Regions from separate parts of the Danio rerio genome. Here region 2 is linked to region 1. The links are chromatin contacts, called in public Micro-C maps. All regions are on one chromosome and are shown on one strand. Each heading gives the region's core, a stretch centred on a gene start, on an enhancer-like site or on the middle of the called end of the contact. The rest is flanking DNA. Distances are from core to core; before and after follow the strand shown.

Region 1 (4,175 bases), core at 230-2,729:
AATCCCAAGTATGTCTGAAGGGCTAGTTGGCACATTAGCAAGCATGAGTGAGTTTGTAGCCTACGGGTTATTTGGTGACCATCTATTAAAAGCAAATGCTGATGTTTTCGAGAATAAAATGTAAACTTGGAGCGGCGCGAGAATGATGTGGCTTCAATATGAATCTGTTTTAATTTACAGTCATCCACACACGTTTGCTTTCAGAACACATCAAATGTGGACTAGTAAATATGAACAGGCTTGAGAGACTTGCTTATTGCCACCTACTGGCGTAATTTCACAAATCGACTCAGTGACCAAAACTTTTTTTTCCTCTGAAGAGTTTCTAGATTCGAATCTAGGATGACACAAACCCTATCCCAAGCATGTCTGAAGGGCTAGTTGGCACATTAGCAGGCACGAGCGAGTTTGTAGCCTACGCGTTATTTAATGACTACCTATTAAAAGCAAATGCTGACGTTATTCACAGATGAAATGTAAACTTTGAGCAGCGCAAGAATGATGTAGCTTCAATATATCAATCTGTTTGCTTTAGAGTCGCAGTTTGCTTTCAAAACACATCAAATGTAGACAAATAAAAACAAACACAAGCTTTTAATCTGTAATCGCGGCTATAGACGCGACAGCAAACATTTGATATCCAAACAGTCCAGAACGTTCCCAAAAAACCGTTGCTCTACTGTAAGCCAGTACATAACGTTAGGTAGCCTACAATTCAGTCTAAATTTTTACAATGTTTTCAAAGCCCTATGAAGCAATCCCTAAGTCAGCAGTCCAATGATGTAAACCCTGGCAAAAGCAACCCCTTTTATGAGTTATTAATAACTCCAAACTTTTATCCCGTTACATTTTCCATACTCAGACAATTCACAAAGCTATACAGTTGCGGCTTGGTTGAGTGATACACCCGTTTAAATAATCAGTCAGGCAAAAGTCACTCACCTAAAGGCGCAGTTGCATTGGTGATGGTCGTAGGACAGGACTGGACGGGACGGGACAGGGAGCAGCGGTGCCCCTTCACTCTGGGTCAGAGTGTTTGGCCATCTTGACGAGGTTTTCCTCCCCGCAGTCAGTCGCTCTTGTTTAAGCAGCAGAGGAGAGTCTCGGCATCGCTTCCCACATGCTAATAATTAACACGGAGCATTACGTCAGGGGCTTGGCAGCACAAGGAAGCACAAAAATAGAGAACGGAGTTGGGGAGCAGATCGTGTTGCTTATCCGACAGGAGTACGACTGACCGGGGAGCTTTTTTAAGGGAGAAAAGAGTCCGAGAGGTGTCCGCATCAAACTGGACGATGTTACAGCAGGGGTGGAAGTTTTGTTTGAACTGTTGTTTTTTTTCTTTCGAGGGGAGGGGGAGAAAAAAAGTTGTAGCCGTCAAAGTCTGAGGATGTTTGTGTTGTGGTGGAATATTGTAATTCTGACCTACTGTGACGCGCGCAGAAAGTGGGTTAACAAAGTGTCGGAAAAAAGGAAACTGGGATACGGTTGATTCCGCCCTTGGATTCTTCGACTGGGCGCGTTGTAGTTGTGGATTCCGTCCATGAGGCGGCGCTGCTGTACCGCAGTTTGAGATAGATAGATAGATAGATAGATAGATAGATAGATAGATAGATAGATAGATAGATAGATAGATAGATAGATAGATAGATAGATAGATAGATAGATAGATAGATAGATAGATAGACAGATAGACAGATAGATAGATAGATAGATAGATAGATAGATAGATACAAGAAAAGTACAAGAAAATATTTAATTTTTATTTAAGAAATGCATTTTAAAAACTAGATGCTAAGTTTAATAACTTTATATATAAAATAAAAAGGTAGGCTATTGTTAGACTACAGTCAATAAATAAATATTTATATAAAAATATGCTAAATTAAACTAACATTATAAATATTATAAATAAATGCAATTTAAATTAAATAACAAAAATAAATTAAAATGGAGTAATATGAAGATATATATATATATATATATATATATATATATATATATATATATATATATATATATATATATATATCTCATAATTATATATGTAACTAATAAAAGTTTGAAAAATGATTAGCTACAAAATAAATGGCTAATATTATAAGAAATGTATTAAATATAGTTTCTAGATTTGATATGAATATAAACACAAAATAATATAGGCCTACATTACTACATTAATAAAAAATATTGTAAGAAAATAAAATCTGGATGCTAAATTGAATAGCTATATATAAAAAATAAAAAGGTATTGTTAGACTACAAGCAATAAATACATATTTTACTTGAACAATTAACTAAATTAACAAGCTAATATTCGAAGTATAGCTGTTACATTCATAAATAAATAAGGAACAGCTACTACATCCCATAAAAGAGTAACAAAATACCAAATACAAATATTAATACTATTATTAGATCAATAATTTAAATTAAAAAAATATTAAAACTTATTTGGTTCGAACCTCGGCTCAGTTGGCGTTTCTGTGTGGAGTTTGCATGTTCTCCCTGCCTTCATGTGGGTTTCCTCCAGGTGCTCCGGTTTCCCCCACAGTCCAAAGACATGCGGTACAGGTGAATTGGGTAGGCTAAATTGTCTGTAGTGTATGAGTGTGTGTGGATGTTTCCCAGAGATGAATTGCGGCTGGAAGGGCATCCGCTGCGTAAAAACTTGCTGGATAAGTTGGCGGTTCATTCCGCTGTGGCGACCCCGGATTAATAAAGGGACTAAGCCCGCAAGAAAATGAATGAATGAATGAATAAAAAGTTAATTGGCAAAAACAGATAACTTAATTAATAATGATTATTAAATAATATTATTCAACAATAATTGGTTTTCATAAATTTTATGTTTATTGTGCATTGACGAGTTAAAAAATCTGTTAATATAAAGATATAAAGATAAAATAAATATAATATATAATAATTATTTATGTAAATAATATAGATAAGAAAACTGCAAAAATGATTAGCTACACAAAAATAGCTAAATTTAATAAATCATTTTTTTATTTTATTTTCGGTTTAGTCCCTTTATTAATCTGGGGTTGCCACATTGGAATGAACTGCCAACTTATTCAGCACATGTTTTACGCAGCAGATGCTTCCCATCACTGGGAAACACCCATACACTCTCATTCACACATACAGACAATTTTAGCTTACCCAATTCACCTTTACCACGTCGTTGGACTTGTGGGGGAAACCCTTGTGAACGCAGGGAGATCATGCAAACTCCACACAGAAATGCCAACTGACCCAGTCGGGACTTGAACCAGCAACCTTCATGCTGTGAGGCAACAGCACTACCTACTGCGCCACCGCATCTCCTATCTAATAAATTGATAGTATATTACAAGAAATGTATGTAATATAGCTGCTAGATTTGATACAAACGAATACATAAGAATATATAGGCTAATGTATATTTTAAAAAAAATATTGTAAGAAAATAAATATTTGCTTTTTAAATAGGCCTACGGTAAATACAGAAAATAAATATATTTGTCAAGCAAAAAAAATAACATATCTAAATAACTATGTATATATAACATTAAAAAATATATTATAACAGACAAAATATCTATATAAATTAATAAATATATTAAACAAAAAAATTAAAAATAGTTGCTTAAATATAAAATCAAATGAAAATACTCAATAGATTAAATAAACCATGCAATGTGATAATAAAATACATGTTAAATTAGATAAATAAATAATAAACAAACTAAAACATATGAAAAATCATAGCTAAATGAATGAATGTGGCATAAATATTATAACATGAAGAAAAATATATACATACCACATTAAATAAATAAATAAACAAACAAAATATATGAAACATAGCTACTTAAATAAATATACACTCATATAAAAACACCCAATAGATTAAATAAACCAATATTATAATGAAATATATGTTAAATTTGATAACTAAAACATATGGGAAAAAGCATTGCTAAATGAGTGAATGTGACACCTAAAACATGTTGCTATATGTTACACTTACACTGATAACCTGTTTAACAGGATTTCCCAATATTTCACAGCATCAACTAAATATATATGTTAAATAATAACCAAATTAATAACATATAATACCTAAATAACTTTGGCAAATATAGCATTAAATAATATAAGATGAAGAAAGAAAAAAAAAAAAAAAAAAA
Region 2 (3,746 bases), core at 1,222-3,721, 160 kb before region 1:
TCATTTCCACCACATCTCAATATTCAGCTTTTATTTCAAAATGAAATAAATTATGGCAGTCAAACATTGTTTAAGATCATTTGTAGTTTAACCAATCTTCCATAGAAATTCAGTTGTATGCTGAATTGTGGACCTGTCACACTCTAAAATTAAATATTAATTTGAATAAGATCTTATTAGAAATTAAATAAACTGAATTTGTATGTTAAACAGAGCATGAACTCATACATTGTGAACACACTTTTAATGTGTGATGAGAACTTTTTAAATATGTTTTAAATATGTGTGTGGTGATGGAAATGACAGTGGTGGAAATGACATTTCAACAGTTTATTGTGAAATAATGAAAAATAGCTTCACCGATTAGCTTTGAATTAATACTAGCCTGTCATGTATACAAAACACTCTTATTTACCTTAATTTTATTTGGTTTTTAAAAGCATCTTTGAAGGTAACATGTTTGGGGATGACGTAGAATAAATGTATTTCCTTATCAAGCAATATTTACCTTGATTTTTCTTCAAGTGTTGTTGATAAAAATGTAAATTCTCTCCATCTTGAACATGTTCTCAGATGGCACTATTCATTTTCATAGTAACCGCCTAAATAATCTGTCACACAAACTTTTTAAAGTGACATTGCAGTGTTGTAGTGGAAATGACACTGATACTGTGCAACAGCTAATTTTGTATAAAAAAATAAAATTGATAATAATCTCACATTAATAACTATAAAATATTTAAGTTATTTCACTAGTGCCTAATTAAGATACATTAATAGATACCAGATGAATCATATTTTAAAATGTTATCTTCATTGTTAAAGTTTAAAACTTGACTAGGCGAAAACAGTGGTTTTGACACTTAAAAGGAGGTTGAATAATATGAATAAAATACAGCAATAGAAAGGTAGTAATTGTTTTAAAAGTAGATTTTATTGTTAGTTTGACAAAGTAAGGGGAATTTGAACAAAATTATAGATTTTTTTTTGGATATATGATCAAAGGACATAAGTGCCTGTAGTTGAAGAATTACACTTAATATCTATATACAAAACCACAAATATGACACTCATAAAGGAAATAATAGACATCGGTTTCCTTTTGTTTTAGCTGAGCTGTAACAACTTTCCACAGAAACCTTTCTGTAGTTTTAGTTTTTGATTAAGTCATTTGTGGCCAGTGAAGGACAGTTTAGTTTTTAAGCATCTTCACAATCCTTTTTTTCAATGTCATTAGTGCATGAACATTTCCTGCTTGTTATCAAACTATTTCATAACTGTAATAAGAGGCAATTCAATAACTTAATGTTAAAACTGCTATCATAACATTATTTATGTGGCTCTTTTTGGATTCTCGGAAGACAAAGAAAGTAAAAATGTATTACAGGAAATACATTGGGATCATTATTTTAGTTTACATTCCTCAAAACGGCCTTTAGAGACATTTGTAATGGAAATATAAGATGGAGAAAGGACATGTGGCCGTTACTCTTACCAACAATTATCATAATATGGCATTGCCTTTCAGTCTACAGAGCAACTTCCTGGGCTACATATCAGATTATTCAACAATAAGGCAATTCTCCACAGCCCCTCGGCTGTATTACATTATTGATGTTCATGGTTTATGTCTGTCTCATGCTACACTCACATTTTTGCTGCCTGTTCAAACTACTTATTTAAAATGAGCTGAATCAACACAATCTTGAGTTTTTTGGGGACAACTTAATTGTTGTATGTTCAGTCCATTTACATTTCTAAAAAAACAATCAAGTGAACTTAATCTATTTCAGTTGGGACAACATGAAGGATTTTTCTTACAGTGTAGAGTTTTACTGCAGGGCGACATAGTAGCTCGGTGATTAGCACTGTCGCCTCACAGCAAGAAGGTCACTGGTTCGAGTCCCGGCTAGTTGGCATTTCTGTGTGGAGTTTGCATGTTCTCGCCGTGTTTGCCTGGGTTTCCACCAATGACTGTAAAAAATTTGTAAAAATATGGTTTCCACTGGGTGCTCCGTTTCGTCCTCAGTTAAAAAAAAACATGCTGAAGCCTATGAATTGAATAAACTAAAATGGCCTTGGTGTGTGAATGAGTGTGTATGGATGTTTCCCAGCACGGGGTTGCTGCATTTGGGCATCTGCTGTGTAAAACATTCTAAGGTTAGATAAGTTGGCGACCCCTCATTAATAAAAGAGGAAAATGAATGAGTTTTACTGCAGCAGATACATTTGTTTATGTGTTATAATGGTAACATATGTTGCATGCATCTAAAGCGTTTTAAATTAATACTAAGTTTAAAAAATAATCGATTGATTTATTTATAAGGAGAAATATTTTGTTTTATGTACTTTTAATGTAGAAGTGATCTATCTGAAACGTCACGATACGTCCGGCTCGGGGCGGGTTTGATCCCCAGCGACAGCCAATGAGTTTTGTCTGGCCGTCCCACTTTTAAACGTCACTGTTGTCAGCGCGGGAGATGTGAGCGAGAGGGCGAAGAGTGCTGAGAATTACCGCCAAACTAAAGCTGTAAGTACTTTGTTTTGAAACATGCATACAACATATATCGACGTAATCATATTCGGTTATATTTGATCATTATGTCACGTGCATTCATTCTGAAAAGCGTTTTTAATCCGTGCTTGTCATTTTGTAGTGATAGGTTTTTTTCTCGTAGCAGCACATCTGCACCTCTTTGTGCTCTAAAGATCATGTGGTTTGTCTAAATTAGAGATAAAATCAGTGTACTTTTTTGTAAAGGCTGTTGTTTACATAATTAGAATTACAATCACAATTGACTAATCACAAGACTCCAGTAGGGGTTTTTGTTTTTTGATGTCTCTAAAACGGATTATAGCATAGGCACTTTGTTTATTGAGATCTCATTTACGGAAGTCAAAGTAAAAAGACCATACCATATCATGTCAAGTGTCAGTATTCACTGATAATTTAACATATGGTACACAAGTACTGAAAATTAAGGACATCTAGAAGTACATTTTGTAGCCTTTGTGTGCTGTGTAAGTGCTATTGTTATTGCTATGTTGTGTGTTATCAATGTAAACAAGTTACATTACAGTATATAACGTTAACTAACGTTACTGTAGCGCAGAGGATTAGTTAATTCAAATTAGTTATGTATTATTTCTGTATATTAAACTCATTCATATGGTTTAAATGTTAATTTATGCATTTTTAACTAATATTCATTATTTGTATTTTACGTTAACTATATTTTACATTTACCTATATACTTATACAGGGATGGGCAAAAATACATTACAATGCATTTTAAAATAAAATATAAAATACCTCAGTTTTTTATGTATCAAAATAAACTACAAAATACAGCAGCAACAAGTATCAAAATAATATACTGTGTTTAATATTTTGAAAACACTACAAAATACTTTTACAAGGGAGCATGTCATTTCTTTACAAACCTTCCATAAATAGGCTGATTCGGTCAGCATTAAACTGACTTGCTAAAGTAAACAGTGTTTGACAGCAACAGTGTTTCTCTGAGCAAGTTTAAGTCAGCTTCTCTGCCGACTCATTCACCTCTACTCCTGTACATCAGGAGGTATTCATAAACCTTCGTTTCTCATTGATTTTAAGATGCATTTTATTCAGATTCCACAGAGAAAGCCCTGTCTTGAAGATGATCTCTTTAATCACTGTAAAAAACATGTAATGCAGAGTTGGAATATAGTACTACATCTCTTTATTTTGTTTCTATCCATTG

What was found. A called contact is a pair of places that touch in the nucleus more often than the background predicts.
Region 2: a Micro-C map of caudal fin shows a contact between it and region 1, with 7 times the contacts expected there. The contact joins the promoter of wdhd1 here to the promoter of samd4a in region 1. A contact is called at or near these places in 3 of 18 Hi-C or Micro-C datasets (caudal fin, hematopoietic stem cells and an unstated tissue) and 1 of 4 datasets of contacts at active chromatin or transcription factors (embryo).

The regions. Positions count from the first base shown.
Region 1 is chr17:16,286,717-16,290,891 of GRCz12tu, reverse strand. It overlaps samd4a (sterile alpha motif domain containing 4A), which reads right to left and starts at 1,479. Exons shown (of 13, transcript XM_009292908.5): 1 at 943-1,479.
Region 2 is chr17:16,444,932-16,448,677 of GRCz12tu, reverse strand. wdhd1 (WD repeat and HMG-box DNA binding protein 1) reads left to right here and starts at 2,471. Exons shown (of 26, transcript NM_001002726.2): 1 at 2,471-2,530.